2 separate regions of the Mus musculus genome follow, and region 2 is linked to region 1. The links are chromatin contacts, called in public HiChIP or PLAC-seq maps. All regions are on one chromosome and are shown on one strand. The core of a region is the stretch at or near the end of the contact, and the rest is flanking DNA. Distances in the headings are between cores, read along the strand shown.

Region 1 (3,693 bases), core at 553-3,052:
ACTCTGTGTGTGTGTGTGGGGGGGGGGGGGTGTCAGAAAGCAACAGAATAGAACTCACCTGTGTGCCCTGTGACAGGGAAGACAAGACAAGCCTGTGACTGAACAGCGGGATCCTGAGAAAAGGAGATGAGGCCTGATGTCTGCTAGGTGGAAGCACCTGGTCACAAGGACCGCATGCAGTAGGACATCATTTGTGTAAAAAGGCAGACCAGGAAAACCCATGGAAAATACACACTTATCAGTGGCTGCCTGGAGCTGGGGGACCTGGTGGGGCTATGCTGCTGGGAGAGGTTCGTGATGGCTCTTTTTGATGACGGAAAATGTCCTAAAATGGCCGTGGCTATGGCTGCTTACATTTAATAAGACGGGTTTTGTTTGTTTGTTTGTTTGTTTAAGTGACTGGTCAGAAAATGTCAGTGGAGAACGGTGCTTGCTAACTAAGCCTAGTGACGTGAGTCTGACTCCCGGGACCCTCATGCCTTTTGCTCAGACTTCCACACTGGTACCATGGAACACGTCCCACTCCCCCAAAACACACAAATAAACATAAGACAAATAAATACTTCAAAAAGGAAAAAAAAATCCACATTGGCTTATGTTGAGGTTAGGCCAGGATTTTCCTCCCAGCCCCATGCTCCCAGAAATAAGACTCAGACTCACAATATATTTACAGACACCCTGGCCATAGAGCTAGGCTCTTCCCTGAATTGATATAACTTAAAATAACCCATTTATTCTGACCTGCATTCTGCTACGTGATTAGTTACCTGTGTTCAGGTACTGGGCATCTGTCTTGTCCCATCTCCCCAGGAAGGAAATCTCCTCGCCTGCCTCTATCCCAGAATTCTTTCTCCTCCCGGATATCCCACCTTCTACCTCCTGGCTAAGCCATAGGTCAGCTAGGCTTTTAATTGACAGGTGGATGTATCCATACAACACACAAGATAGTCTCTCTATTTAATTCCCCTTTGAATGGGAAATTATGTTGAATGTTTTGGTCCAGTGATTGTAGGTATGCGAATAATAAAAATAACAGTAATGTTTATTCAAAAGTTAAAGTTGGCAGGCTGGGAAAATAGCTTTGTTGTTTTTTGGTTTTTTTTTTGTTTGTTTGTTTGTTTGGTTGGTTGGTTTTTGTTTTTTTATGTGGTTGTTAAGCAAGTACCCCCAGGTGATCAGAGCATTTTCCTCAAAGCAACAAATGAAATTTGAATGTGCATAGTGAATGTGCATATCCGGGGCGTTACTCCGCTTCCAAAGAGAGGAAGTACTGATACTTGTGGCGTGAATGAACCCTGAGGACGGTGTCCTGAGGGAAGAAAGCCAGTTTCCAGACTCCTACAGGATTCTACTTCCATGAACTGTCTGGAGTAGTGACATTCTTAGACAGAGACTAGAACAATCACTTCCAGGGGCTGAGGCAGGAGAATGGGGCATGATTTTCATTGACAGTCTCAACTTTGCATGAAAAGAGCTACCTGGATGGGCCACAGGTGAGAGCTATCCGTCACCGTGAACGTTCTTCCTGCCTCTAGCTCTGCTCTTAAAATTGCTTAAGATGACAAATTGCAGTGAACTTGATCACAATTAAAATAGACAGACTGGAAGGATCCAAAGGCTTGAAGGGAGAGAAGGGAAATGATTTCACAGGGAAAAAAAACGGAGAGCAAGAGCCAGAGTCCCTGCAGGACAGGTACAAGGCATAGCCTGGTGCTAGCAGGCTCGTGGCAGCACTCGGCTCATCACTACCTTCTGGGGTGGGCTGGCCTCACCCACAACCTGCCAGCCACACCGCCACCCACACCAACCCTGAAACAAGCCAGCTCAGAGCTCAGGGGGTGGGAGCAGAGTGACTCACTGAGCCATAGAACTCTGACTTCTGACAGAGAAGAGCCCCACCTCACCCCGGCCCCACACCTGTGACCTCTGTCTATACGGTTACCAGAAATGCAGATTTAGGCTCAGCCATCAGGGCAGGGCAGGGCAGGGCAGGGCAGGGCAGCCCAGGCAGTCAGGGACATAATGGAGACACAGTGACCTTCAGGATCCAAGGATGCAGTTCCCTTCATTGTCAGGTCTCCCATGGGTGGGTTTCTGGGGTAAATGGTGTAGGAGGTAGGGAAGACGTGTGAGGAGAAGGCTCATGAAGTGCTCAGAAAATCTAGGAAAAGGCAAGCAGTGAGAGCTGAGGCTGTCACTCGGTTGGGAGGATGTTGAGCTAGCATTAGGGAAGTCCCAGATTCCAGTCCTAGCACCACCTAAACCTGGTCTGATGGGGCACACCCATAATCCCAGTGTTGGGGAAGTGGAGGCGTAAGATCAGAAGTTCTTGGTTTACCGCCAGCCACTTAATGAATTCAAAGTTGAAGGTCAGTCTGGGACATAAGAAAGGATATCTTTAAAAAAGAAAGGGGGGGGGGGAGGGAGGGAAGGAAGGAGGAGGGAGGGCAAGATAGACTGAACTAGGCAGAAGCAAAGCTCACAAGGATCCTGGCTGACATCCTAAGTTATGGTCCATGGAGGGACAGACACTACCAAGACGTAACAAAGCCGGAGGCTGCACTGGCCCCCTTGTTCCCCACCACAAGCCCATCTCATGGCCCATGGTCCACCAGAGGTCCATCTCCACTGTGTAGCTTTCCCTTCTGCAGGAGTAGAGAGTGGGGAGTCAACATCTAATTGGGGGGACAGAGAGAGGCAAAGGAGAAGCCCTGCCTCCCCATCATGGCTATACCGTTTGTGAAGCCCCACCATCATGACTGGAGGACATTTAATACTGTCTTATAACCTCTAAGCAGGGCAACTGAGAAAAAGGAAATAACTATATCAATTAATGTCTATGAAAGAGTCAAAAATAGGACTTTACTATCCAATTGTACATCTCGTTTATTAAGAGACTAAGAAAGACAGAGATTAAAGAAGCAACTTCAGAAATCTGTCTGGTTACCAAAAAATAACAAAAAAAATAAATAAATAACAACCACAAAAAGAACCTTATCAACAACCAGCAGTAACTGCTTAGAAAATATGGTAGGAAAAATACCCTATTTAGAGAAGCAGCAAAAAATATAAAATGCCTGGAAATGAAATTTAACCAAAGTGGGGAAAAGCAGTGCAGGATTCAACGAAGAAATGTGCAAAACGGCAACATATTTTAAAACGCCATTTATACCAAATGGAGATGATTCTATATTTGTGGACGGGAAGTTCATTACTATAAACATGTTAATTTTCTCAAACTCAACTTCAAACTTCGAGCGATTATTAATCAAACTCCCATCTGGAATTTTTTAAACTTCACAAATTTATTTTAAGTAAATAAGAAGCAGAAATAGCCCAGGGGAAATATGTTTAAAAAAAAACTGAATTTAGACTTGTAGTAATATTTATTACAGAAAACTACCATAAAAAGTAGCTCTACTGTAAGCACAAAGAGAAACTGGAATTGTATAAAAAGCACAAAGACATACCTATAGATATATAGTGTATGCCTTGCAGTAAGCAAATATATATACCCCTACACACACAAACACACACACACACACACACAAACACACACACACACACACACATATATAATTTTAAATTCTATATTCATTAAAGTGTATGGAAACCTAGATAAGTAAAAGAAATTATGATGTGTTGCCATCTATGAGTATGAGCCCAGAACTCAAGAATTAAATGTAAAATAAA
Region 2 (3,802 bases), core at 1,185-3,684, 270 kb after region 1:
TGGCTGTGGTGAAGTGGTGTGATAATGTACATTAGATTGGTGCTCACAGCTCAGAAATACACAGGAGGGCAGGTATGACACGTGACAGGAAGAACATGTCTGAGCCAGTACAGGTTTGGTTTGGTTCAGTTCAGTTCTTAGGCGGGGTCTTGCTATGGAACCCTGTCTAGCCTGAGTTCACTCTGTAGACCAGAGTAGCCTAAACTTACTGGGAGTGTTCCTGCCTACCCCCAAGCGCTGGGACTACAGTGTGTGCCACCATGACCTGCTCCAGCAAGTGTGGACATCAGCAGTCAGATGTTTATTCAGATTTGAGTATGTCGGAGTACCAGAGTCCTCTCTGGCCTAGGGCCTGTGTGTCATTCTTCCCAGACTCTTCATCCGCTTTTCAGATTCTCTTATCTAGAGACAGCAGTGAACGGCCTGGCCCACTCCTGAACCCAGATATTGGACAACAGAAAGACGGGCTGTTGGGAGAAGATTCCTGCTTGGTCTCTGGAAGCTTTGTTTAGCAGTATTTAAACTGCCTCAGGGTTTCCTATGGCTGTTGTTTCCCTGTCCGGCAGCTCACTTCCTTGTAGCCTCTGCCTTGGTAACCTCAGGGCCCCACAGCTCCTAAGCATCTGTTGTCTGATGGAAAGGGAGTCTGTTATTTTTTTCTAATGCAGGGGCCTGTGTGACATAGCCATACTTTTGTGGTAAGGCCTCAGAGTCACAGCTATGTGCATCCTCAAGCTAGCCGCTAGCCGCTACCCAGAGGCTTTTCAGTTCAATTCTTGACATGTGTTATCCTCAGAATATTATGAGGAAAGAAGAGAGTGTCATGAGGACACATGGTCCCCAGAAAGAAGGCCCTAGTGTTTGGGGAAACATGATTGATCTCTGCAGCCCCGTATTAGCTGAGTTTCTTCAACTCAATGAGAATTCTCATTGTCTTGGCTACAGCTACTTGAGTGATTCTGATTGCGTTCCTTGTTTCTATTTCCCTGGCTGTGATAGTCTCTCTCCCCTACCAGTTGTTGTATGGTCGTTATGTTCTAATCTACCCCGCAGCCTGATAATACTCAAGCCCTTCGGAAGCACGGCCAATCAGGCCGAGGGATTGCAGGCCGCCTTTGGTTTGATGCGGCTTCTCAAAATAAATGGCCATGTCCCACGCCCTGAAAGGAAGTGTGGACATGTCATCAGCCAGCCGCGCCTGCAGTGGGCTCAGCAGAGAGCGATGATGCAGTGGAGAGAGAGCTAAAATGATCCAGAGGAAGAGTGGGAGGAAGTAGGAGCTGCCTGGCTGCTGGAGAGGCATTTGAAAGCAGGGCAGGCAGGGCGCAGGGGGGCACTTCCAGAACCTGTTAGCAAAGCCCCGCCAGCATAGTGATCCTGTGTTCTGCTTCAGACAGGGGTATGTGGCCAGCGACTTAGAAAGGTTGCGGCAAGCTGCTCCGTAAACCATCTCTTATGACGAATACTGACTTCCGGTTTAGAGTGGGCTCCTCGGGTGCTTTCGGCTAGGGCCGTGAGGTGCTAGGCAGCTTCTGCCACCATCTTTATGGTCTTCTTGACTCTGCTCTTCAGCCACACACCCTTTGCCCTCCCTTTTCTGCTCTTTAAAGTATTTTTATTTTCTCATTTGTGTGTGTGTGTGTGTGTGTGTGTGTGTGTGTGCATGTCAAAAGCATGGATGCTTACCAAGGCCAGAAGCCAGCACTGGGTCCCCTGGAGCTGGAGTTACTGGTGGATGTGAGCTTCCAGCTGCCACATGGGTGCTAGACACCGAACTCTGCACGATCAGCAAATGCTCTTGACCACCAAGCCACCTCCCCGGCCCCTCCTCCTTCTGTCCGGGGCTCTTTTCCAGGCTTGTTTTTTGGAGGCTTAGTTCTGTGGTGCTAAAGATGGAACCCGGGGACTCACTCCTGCTGGCAAGTGCTTAACCCTGAGCTACACCCTTGGTCCCCACCATCTTAGTTTTGGGGACCGTCTTCTCTTCTGCAGATTCTTGAAACATTTAAATATTGTTATTTAAATTCATTACTTTTTTTTTTTTTTTTTTTTTTGGTTTTTGGAGACAGGGTTTGTCTGTATAGCCCTGGTTGTCCTGGAACTCACTTTGTAGACCAGGCTGGCCTCGAACTCAGAAATCCGCCTGCCTCTGCCTCCCAAGTGCTGGGATTAAAGGTGTGCGCCACCACTGCCCGTCTAAATTTATTACTTTTAATATTAGTAATGATAATATTATTTTAATAAAATGTTCCCACATTTCCATCTGAGAGAGGAATGTTGGCTGGGTAGAGCATCCTATGAGCAAAAGGAGCCAACAGCAGTAGGAGAGCCAAGGAATGAGTGAGAGAGTGGACCCTCGTTCCAACCACAGACACAGTGCAGCACTGAGTCCCCAACTGGCGCGTGTCCTTGACTCCTGCAGAGGACAGCAGAGGGAATGCTACTCTCCTGCCTCATGTGGTGTGCAGTTCTCTCCCCTCCCCAGCCGACCTTTGAACTCACTGTCTCAGAACAATAAAAAGAAACCCCAAAGCCCTGTGGGCACCTATGATAAAAAAGGGAAGTGTGGGGTAGTGGTGGGTGGCTGCCAGGGTGGAGGGGTTTAGTATCCATTTGAATGACTGCTGTTATCTCAGCCCCACTTAAACTGCACTTCCAGGTCTGGTGGGCCTCCTGAGCACTGCGCACAGAACACAGGCTTACCGGAACGTTTCCTGGGTTCACAGTACTCAGAGCCAGTCAGTTACACAAATGAAAAGGCTGGGGAATTAAAACTATAGGCTGAGCACCTGAAATACTCCAAATCCAGAACTCTTTGGCCACCAATCTGAAGCTTGAAGAAAAGCTCTGGTTTAGGAGGGTTTGGGGTTTTCCAACTAGAGACACTGAGCCAGTAAAGTCTATGCAAATATTTGAATCTCAGAGTCAGTTCTGGTCCCCAGCACTTTGTAAAGGGCATTTCAGTCTGAGTTCCATTAGGTATGAGAGGAATGCAAGGAAGGCTGGGGACCTGAGTGTCTCGGGCCCTGAAGTGTGGCCATGGGTGGCATCGGGGAGCTGCTGGAAATGGACTGGACAAGGTAGTGGCGTGGTTGAAGGTACATTCAATATCCATCTGGGGGCAAAAATTTAACATTTTAAATTTAATTTTAAAATATTAATTTAAAAAATAGCTCAATGGTTAGGAGCGAGTACAGCTTTTACAGTGGACTGGGTTCAGTTCCCAGCACCCACAGAGATACTCACTACCACACGCAACACTAGTTCCAGATGATCTGACACCCGCTTCTGGCCTCCACAGGCTCCTACTTGTTTGTGGCATGCAAAAACTCATGCCTGCACACACAGTACTTCAGAATAAAGCTTTATCTTTATTTTTAAAAAAGATTTATTTATTAAATATACAGTGTTCTGACTTCTTGTATACTTACACAGAAGAAGAGGGCACCTTTGGCAGAACAGCCCTTGTTCTTAACCTCTGAGCCATCTCTCCAGCCCCAGAATAAAATTATATATCTGGCAAAATATGCAGGATGCCAGTTCAATTTTGGGGCACATTAAACAGCTTGGGACCTGATGAAGGAGACAGAAGGCGCTCCATCGTGGACATGTGAATTCAGGAGTTGGGAAGCATCTTTCAGTTGAACACATACCTATGTCTTTCCCCTCATTGATGATACTGGATGGGGAACGCATGTGTTGGTTCAGTTGTTTTCCATTAAAACAGATGGTAAATTGGTAAATGAAATGAGGTCGGTGATGAGAGACAGTTTTGGTTGTCATAACATAGTGAGTGCCAATG

What was found. HiChIP or PLAC-seq counts read pairs in DNA pulled down with a chosen protein or histone mark.
Region 2: a contact with region 1 is called in an H3K27ac HiChIP or PLAC-seq map of embryonic stem cells, with 12 read pairs. The contact joins two enhancer-like sites. A contact is called at or near these places in 1 of 39 promoter capture datasets (embryonic stem cells), 2 of 484 Hi-C or Micro-C datasets (B cells and embryonic stem cells) and 3 of 115 datasets of contacts at active chromatin or transcription factors (embryonic stem cells and memory CD8 T cells).

What each region holds. Positions count from the first base shown.
Region 1 is chr8:116,672,354-116,676,046 of GRCm38.p6, forward strand. All of the region lies in intron 1 of Cdyl2 (chromodomain protein, Y chromosome-like 2), which reads right to left. Among named protein-coding and RNA genes, the nearest start is that of Cdyl2, 59 kb to the right of the region's middle. Within about 2 kb of position 1,803, at least 40 of the 459 cell types and tissues checked have an H3K27ac peak or open chromatin away from gene starts, as enhancers often do. A contact at or near this core is called in embryonic stem cells, where this site is marked.
Region 2 is chr8:116,945,272-116,949,073 of GRCm38.p6, forward strand. The region is part of intron 1 of Atmin (ATM interactor); the gene reads left to right. Among named protein-coding and RNA genes, the nearest start is that of Atmin, 3.8 kb to the left of the region's middle. Within about 2 kb of position 2,435, at least 9 of the 459 cell types and tissues checked have an H3K27ac peak or open chromatin away from gene starts, as enhancers often do. A contact at or near this core is called in embryonic stem cells, where this site is marked.